2 separate regions of the Bos taurus genome follow, and region 1 is linked to region 2. A link is a contact called in public Hi-C data. All regions are on one chromosome and are shown on one strand. Each heading gives the region's core, a stretch centred on a gene start, on an enhancer-like site or on the middle of the called end of the contact. The rest is flanking DNA. Distances are from core to core; before and after follow the strand shown.

Region 1 (3,940 bases), core at 922-3,421, 61 kb before region 2:
TAAGGAGCTCTCAGTAACCTTTGGGAAATGCCGGAAACCAACACGTTACTCAAAAAAATGGGTAAGGAAAGGAAAGCAGCAGTCATTTATCCTGCTTTTCCTGAATGAACAGTAACCACACAGTCAAGAAGGTTCTTAGAGAAACACCCAGCTGACAGATACAGGGAGGTAGGGAAGGTAAAAGCAGCCTTGGACAGCCCTGGACCCTTGGTCAAGGGCAACATCCTTGAGGAAGCCCCCAGGAGACATGCCGGGAAGCCCAGTGAGGATGTGCTCTTGCGGAAAAGCGAACCTGCTCCTACTGCTGCTGCTAAGTCGCTTCAGTCGTGTCCGACTCTGTGCAACCCCATAGACGGCAGCCCACCAGGCTCCCCCGTCCCTGGGATTCTCCAGGCAAGAACACTGCAGTGGGTTCCATTTCCTTCTCCAAGGAATGAAAGTGAAAAGGGAAAGTGAAGTCACTCAGTCGTGTCTGACCCTCAGCGACCCCATGGACTGCAGCCCACCAGGCTCCTCCGTCCATGGGATTTTCCAGGCAAGTGTACTGGAGTGGGGTGCCATTGCCTTCTCTGAAAGCGAACCTGACGTGGAGCAATCTCTGTGTCCATCACAGGCTTGCAGGAAATATTGGCACAGAAGGATAGCCAGGCAACCTGGGGACCCAGCCCGCTGGAGCCAGGATGTGGTACATTCTACAGGGCAAGCAACAAGAAATTGCTTCAACAAGAAATTAAAACGAAGGAGTGTTATTCATAAAGCTTGGGGTGTATTAACACATTGCCTTTTTTAGACTCTGGATTCTGATGTTTAAAAACAACAGCTGTATGAAATGAGACAACTGGGGAATTCTGGACATGGGCCGTTTATTTGGTTTCAAGACTACTAAATTTTTAGGTGATAATGGTAGTGTGGTTAAATTCTTTAAAAGTGCATCTATTTTGGCAGCATTTACAGGCAAATGTGGTACGTGCGAAGGTGGGGCAGAGACGGAATAAGACAGGCCAAGGGTTGAGCGTTGCTGAAACTGGGTAACGGGACGTTGGGCTCATCATACTGTTTTTGTCTACTTTTGCATTTATGTTTGAAATTTTCCATAGTAAAAACTTTAAAAATCAATGCCCCCATGGAGCTTACAGACTGGCTTTGCTGTGCGTGTTTGTGAGGCGGATAAATGAGAATGCTGCACCGTGTATTAATTCAAGGGGGAGGGAGAGTAGGTGTAGGGGGCGTTATGATTTAAGTTGTGGGGCGGGTCTCACTGAGGAAGTGACTGGAGATAGGGGTGGGTGGGGGTGAAGAGCAGTCCAGTCAAGGAGTTGGACATCCAAGGCCAGGGCTGCAAAAGGAGCAGCCTGCCATCCAAGGGGAGGGGTAGGATCCTAGAGAGACCTTGGGTGTCAGGTGGGGGGGATGTGGAGCCCCTGGCAGAGGCTTGGCAAGTGTACCACCATCTGTGGGCTTGATCAAGACCAAGGGTGCAGATCAGCTGACTGGAGTCAAGTCGGTGAACAAGGCAGAGCAAATAGGGCTGGCCCAGGGCTGGTGGTGGCGTGTAGGGCTAAGTTCTGAGAAGCCCAAGGAAGAAGAGCGTCACCCGGATGCCACCCTAGGGGTCAGACTCAGGGGAATCTGCCCGCTGGGGCCCCGCCCCCATGGTGGCAGTTTCCTCCTCTGGCTCTGCAATCCGTTCCACACACTCTCACCTCTGGCAATACCCAGGGGGCGACTGCCGCCACCTTACAAGTCTTCAGGATGAAGCAGCAGCCCGAGGGCTCTGGGACAGGTCCTTTAGCTGCTTCCCACCTGCGTGGGGGCAGTGGCCCCCGCAGGGCCAGCCATGCTCGTCCCCCTGTTGCAGGCGCAGGGCTATTGCAGTGCCCTCATGTCTCACATCCTCTGAGCGGCTGTGGTCAGACGGCTCCCCTGGCCCACGATGCGTCACTCCCAACCACTTTTCCTGCCGCGCCCTGGGTTCCTGGCCGCCTGGGTCCTTGGAGAACCGAGATTCTAGCTCAGCCTCGGCGCCTCTGGAGGCATCAGCTGGAACTTTGCCCCGAGAGGGTGAATTGCAACACAGGGAGATAAACGGCTGTGTCGGCATATTTCCACCACGTGCTCAGTGCTGGGCAGGCCTTGCATTAAAGCAGAAATGTGCAGCATCAGCAGGAAACATCTGCGTGGGGTGGGGATGGGCTGCCAGGAGAGACAGTCCCGCGCCCTCAGACACGGCTCCTACAGCAGGTGGAGCCCAGCCTGACCTGGCCCGGGGAGGAGGGTCCCTGCAGTGGAGCTTGAGTGGGGAGGGTAGGGAACCCGGGTGGGCTACTCAGGTCTGGTCTCCGTCCTTCCACTCGGGCAGGGGGGCTCAGGTGCCTGCCGGAAGCTCTATTTCCCTGTGAGTTTGGTAGGAGGATCAGCCCCTCGTGGGCGGTGAGCAAAACTTCCTGTTAAGGCAGCATCTTGGGGCTCATCCCTAGGTTGTCTTGTCCATCTGCTCCCGTGCAAACACCCCTAGGCTCCTGCTCTGAGCCCTGGGTGCTGCTGGACACTGGTGCTGCTGGCTGTCCAGTATGACAGCCCCACAGCTGTGGAGGCAGCCAGGCCTGGGCAGTGTGGCCAGGTGGGGTCTCCTCCTCAAAACAGCTCCTTGTCCCTGTTTCATAGACAAGAAACTGGGGGAAGGTGGTGAAGCGTTTGGCGAGGTTGGGCCAGCTCAGAGCTCCACGGTTCAGCTGGGCTTACCGCCACCTCTGACCCAAGGTTTCTATAATAAGCTGACAGCCATCAGTCCCTTTAACTATACCCCTTGCCATGGACAGTCACTGAGAATTCACCTCCTGGAGCTCAGAGCAGGTGGCAGTGAGGGTCAGAGGTCAGGACCAGGGACACCTGCCACCACCCACACCAGCTAGCTTAGGTTTCGTAGTTCACACAGAAGGTTGGAGCTTATCCCACTTCATCTCACACCACAGTGAGATTTACTGTTTGGAGTGTTTGTGAAGAGAGTGGAGGGCTCTGGCCTCATCCGAGGTGGCCGGCTTCCCAGGGCCTGTTCTCCTCTAAGTGATGCTGTGCGTTCTGATGGATGCCTGGGCGTCTATGGAGATAGCCTGTTTGTGGTTTTCGGATACTTATGTTGTGTGATTCATAACTTGGTCTATTTCACAGCTGCACAAGATCTGGCTCCTCAAGGAGAACAAGCTTCAACCAGAATCTAGCAAACCAACATTTTAGCTCTGAATTTCAGGGACCAGTTAAGGATCTCCCCCAAGTCTGAGGACTGGTCAAACTGACTTAGTCTTGCCTGATCCCCACCCCACCCCCCAAATTAAAAATAAAGCAACTGCAAAAGTCACCACTGTCATCACTTAAGAGAATGAAATGAGGAAGGAGGAAGTTGCAGAGTAAAAGACACTGCTCACTGCAGTGGTGGTCAGTCCTCACCGGCACAGACATTCAAGACTCTGCCCCGCTTCCCTGACCAGGTCACTGACAAGTTGAAGTCCCTTGAGACCTCAGAGCACTGAGAGGTATAAGGAAAGGACCCTCGGCAGGTGCTGTGTCCTTCAAGAGGCTGCCTGCAATGACTCAGGTTGCCTGGTCTCTCCTGGGCAAGACCGTGGTCACATCTGTCACTGGTCACTCCCTTTGCTGCCCACTCAGGGGCCCACTCCCCAAAGCCACTCCACGATGTGTCCTCCTCTGGGGTGGGTGGGAGCCAGGCCTCTCTCTCTCTGATGGAAAAAGTCACAACTGTGCTTGGAGGGACACTGTGGTCATGACAGAAGTCCCATCCCCCAACCCCACAGAGAAAGACGTTCCCCCTGTAGCCCATCTGAGGGAGGGGGCCCTGCTCAGCCACATCTCTACTCCACCCCACTCCCCTGAGAGGGCAGGTGCTGGGGGTGTCCCTCCCTAGGGTAGTCCTAAACCCCACGGA
Region 2 (4,065 bases), core at 1,465-3,964:
GCTACCAGGGCAGGGGGATGGAATCTCTGGAGGTGAAGTCTCCTTCACCCCAGGGCATCAGCCCTGGGGCATCTCGCTCTGTGCTGTGAACAAGAATGCAGCTGGTTCCTGCTGAGTTCATGTGGACCAAACAGCTTTGAATGGAAACCAAAGGGTTCGCTTCTCACCAGTACCCCCACCCATCTTTCTGCAAGAGAGAGCAGGCCATCAGCACCAACTTCTGTTATTCTGATGGAGATGGTATTGGTGCTGAGCATCCCTTTGGGCCCCCCTGAGTGGACTTTGGCTGGCAGTAGGGCAGAGGGTGGGCTTCCCTGGTGGCTCAGTGGTAAAGAATCCACCTGCTAATGCTAATGGATCTGTCCTGCTAATGGATATCAATGACCCGGAGACATCGATCCCTGGGTCAGGAAGATCCCCTGGAGAAGGAAATGGCAACCTACTCTAAAATAGTCTTGCCTAGGAAATCCCATGGACAGAGGAGCCTGGCAAACAGTAGGACATGACTTAGTGACTAAACAAGAACAACAAGGGCAGGGGGTGGAGTGGGAGTATGGGAGATCTTTCTAGAGGCCAGAAGGGATCAACTGGGGAAACCAGGATCACAGGAGGCTTCCTAAGTCCAAGGAATGCAGAGCACTGCACCAGTGGGGTAGCAGTTTTCTCATCTGTACAGAGGAGGGTATATACTCTGGGCTCAGACACCCCTTCCTGCATTCCCTGGAGAACAGCCTGCTCAGCGCCACCTGGTTAGATGTGGTTGGGGCACATCTAAGCTGAGCCGGAACACGGGACATGCAGCCAAGAACCATTGTTGAGAATCCTCCTGGGAGGGTGCGGGCAGGGGTCTGGGCAACAAGACATGTAAGTGACAAGGGTCTGGACCAAGGGTGGGTGCTCTGGGCAAGGCCTCGCACCCCACTCACACACTGCCTGTGGGAGCTCTGGACCCTCACCTGGGATGATCAGAACAGGTAGGTTGGGGCTCAGCCCTGCCCTGAGAGCAGGTAAGTTTCACTGTCTGGAAAGACGGCCTCACAGCAGGTCTACAGGGCACTCAAGCCTGGGGACCTGCTCGCTGCCCAAGGGGACATTCTGGGCAGTCTAACTGGGCACAGATAGGGCACTCTTGGGAGCACCTCCAGACTTTTACTTTATAGGCACGCTGGTGGGACCTGTGGGCCCCCTCAGGTTTCTGCTCATGGCCCCTTGTCCCCACCGAGCCTCTTTCTGTCAACAAAATGCACACACCCCGGGCCCTTTCTCTTAGCAGGATCTTTCATGTTGCACGTGTTGAAACATCTCTACAAGCTGACCAAGGGTCTGTGACTCAGCATTCCTGCTCCCACACAGGTTTGCAGGGATGCCAACGGACATTGGAAATCCCAGGAGAGGCCAGCAGGTGGCCGGGCCCCATGGCCCCTAAGTCCCGGCTCTGCAGCCCTCCAGCCTTCTTCTCTCATCCTTCGACCTGCCGGGGCCATTGGCGTGTTTGATGGCTGTCACTTCTCAAGTTGCTCAGCTCCTTGAGTCAGCTGCTACCAGTGCCCAGCTTGTCTTAATCAGCTACTGGGGGGCTTTGTGGGCCCCACCCGCCACACCCCATGTATCCCCAGGATAGGGTAGTGGGAGGTGAGATGTACCCCAGGAGGTTGGGTGACGCAGCCAGGGAACAGAACCCGCATGCTGGGCCTGCAGAGGCGGGATATGGCCAGCCTCTGAGGGCTGTGGCTGGGTGGGGTGCCTTCTCGAGCTGAGTCACCCGCTGGCACCAGGAAGCCTGGCCGCATGACCTCCAAGCTGAGGCAACTCGGACTTGCTGAATATGAGCAAAGTTACTACTGTTTCCTAGAAGCAACGGGGAGTTGATGAGTTTCACCGAGCGTCTCCTTCCTAGAATGGTCACCATCCTGGGGGCACCTCCAGGGTCAGCGGGGACAGGGTTGACTGAAGTCACATGAAGGGTGGGGACATCTCCACCTGCAGACACTGGGTGCTCCCTTTGAGCAGAGGAAATGGTTTGGACCCGTTTTGCGGATGCATTTGTGAGACAACTTGTCTAAGTATCTTAGATCGAGGAAGAGATGAAGCTTACAGGACCCAGGAACTGCTTGCACACTCATATACACAGACACACACACTGTGAGATACACCCAGACACTCACTCACAGGGAACACATCCACACCTCACACCCCTGCACGCTCATAGACACCCACCCTCCCAGCCCTGCACACACCCTTGGCCTGATGGACAGGCTGGAGACAGAGGTCCCCAGGCCGACCTGAGACTCCAGGGCTCAGAACAGAAATGGCAAGAACATGCTGACTTTCTGCCTCGGCCCGTTCAGGGCCGCCATGTGTGCACCCTGGGTCCTGCCCCTGACCTGAGCCTCTACTCTCTCATCCATGAAGCAGGCATCAAGGGCTGACCAGGTTGCTTAAGTGGATCCACCCCTGAAGCATCAAACACGGAGGGCAGAAAACACGGGGATGAGATAGAGGGTTTCCCAGAGCTCTGGCCTCTGCGTTAGTTCACCCAGCCCTCCCAGGACCGCAGCCTGACCACTCACCCTGAGCGCACACTCCCCAGCCAGCAGGGGAGCCTCAGCAACCAGCTGGGGCTGCAGCGAAGGCTGCAGGGAGTGGGGGTCCCATGGGGAGGAAGCCCAGCCCGCTGCCCTTCCAGCGCTCCTGCATCGCCACCTGCTGGCCACAAGGAGCCTCGGTGTGCGCCCGGCACAAGCCCTGGGCATCAGCCCAGGTTCCTGGAGCCCCCCAACAGGTTCAAGACAGTGGGTAGGGGTGTAGGCTGGCAAGGCCAGGGACCTGGCCCCCAATTTCTCAAGTCAGGAAGGGCAGAAGCAAAGCTTTGGCGCCAGGAGCTGGGCTCTGTTCCCAGACTTCCTCTTGGAAATGGGAGAGCGCAGGAGGGCTGGACGCTGAGCCACGGTGACCGTGGCTCCCTGCCCCAGTCCTCTGCAGGCCCCAGAGCTGAGGCATCTCCTTGATAAAGCAGGGTTCAGGTAAGGACATAGGCTCTCATGGAATGGGTCAGCTGATTCCTGGACGCACCCAGAGCTCCAAGGATATGGCCTGATCTCTAGTTCAAGAAGTGACCCTTGGCAGGACACCCCAAGTCAGCGAACAGGCTGCAAAGGGTGCGAAAGAATATTTGGGGGAAACTGCTGCAAGTTTTGTGTGGCTTATGAGTGTGTACCTCTAATTCCACTCGAGATAGTGCATTGCCTTTTCACCAAGCTGCACAATCTCTCTGCCTCTGGGCTTCTGCATTCCCGCTGCCTCTGCTCAGCTGCACAGCTCCTCCACACCCAGGTGACAGCAGCCCCGCCCTACCCCCCCCCCCCACACACACACTGGGGGTGTTCCTGGGTCTTGCTCCTTTGTTATTCAGGAGCCTGGTGTCATTCTTTGTAAAAGCTGACTCTTAACTAAATACAAGAGTGTTAACAGTTCACCTAAAAAAAATACATTAAAGCTTAACTGAACCAGATCTCTAGTCTCCAGGACACTCAGCTACAACTTGGCACTTATTCAAGTCCATTTCAACTCATTACTTCACCTAACTTGTTTCTCAACCCAGCTCCAGAGAACAGTTTTTTGCCTTACCTGGATTGCTGCTTGGAGTTGAAAAATACCAGATTTCACAACTTGGGGAGGGGCTGAACAGGGGAGGAGAACAGGGATGAAGCCCAGGTGCTCCATCCGTCCAGCAATGTCCAGAGCTGACTCCTGGAGGAGAGCCCACCCCAGGCACAGGCAGGCCAGAGCCAGGTGGGCCGGGTGGACGCCTGTGATGGCTGATGTGGTGGCTCCAAGACACTGCATTTCAGACGTGTTAATGAGGGGTTAACCAGACACATGCTTCAGACCGTCACACTCTCCCTAAGTTTCTGGGCCTCAGAAATACATCAGAGGTCAGACAGGGGGAGACCCAGCTTTGCCTCCAAGGTCCAGAAACCCAGGGGAAAACACTTGAGGCCACATCGCTGGGAAGGATGTGTGTTGGTGACTTTCTGAGTGACAGGAAGCATGTTTCCTGCATCA

What was found. A called contact is a pair of places that touch in the nucleus more often than the background predicts.
Region 1: a Hi-C map of liver shows a contact between it and region 2, with 2.5 times the contacts expected there. The contact joins two enhancer-like sites. A contact is called at or near these places in 2 of 11 Hi-C or Micro-C datasets (liver and an unstated tissue).

The regions. Positions count from the first base shown.
Region 1 is chr19:49,593,367-49,597,306 of ARS-UCD2.0, reverse strand. No RefSeq gene overlaps it. Among named protein-coding and RNA genes, the nearest start is that of METRNL, 44 kb to the left of the region's middle. Within about 2 kb of position 2,171, at least 39 of the 102 cell types and tissues checked have an H3K27ac peak or open chromatin away from gene starts, as enhancers often do. A contact at or near this core is called in liver, where this site is marked.
Region 2 is chr19:49,532,795-49,536,859 of ARS-UCD2.0, reverse strand. No RefSeq gene overlaps it. Among named protein-coding and RNA genes, the nearest start is that of PSMD12, 40 kb to the right of the region's middle. Within about 2 kb of position 2,714, at least 32 of the 102 cell types and tissues checked have an H3K27ac peak or open chromatin away from gene starts, as enhancers often do. A contact at or near this core is called in liver, where this site is marked.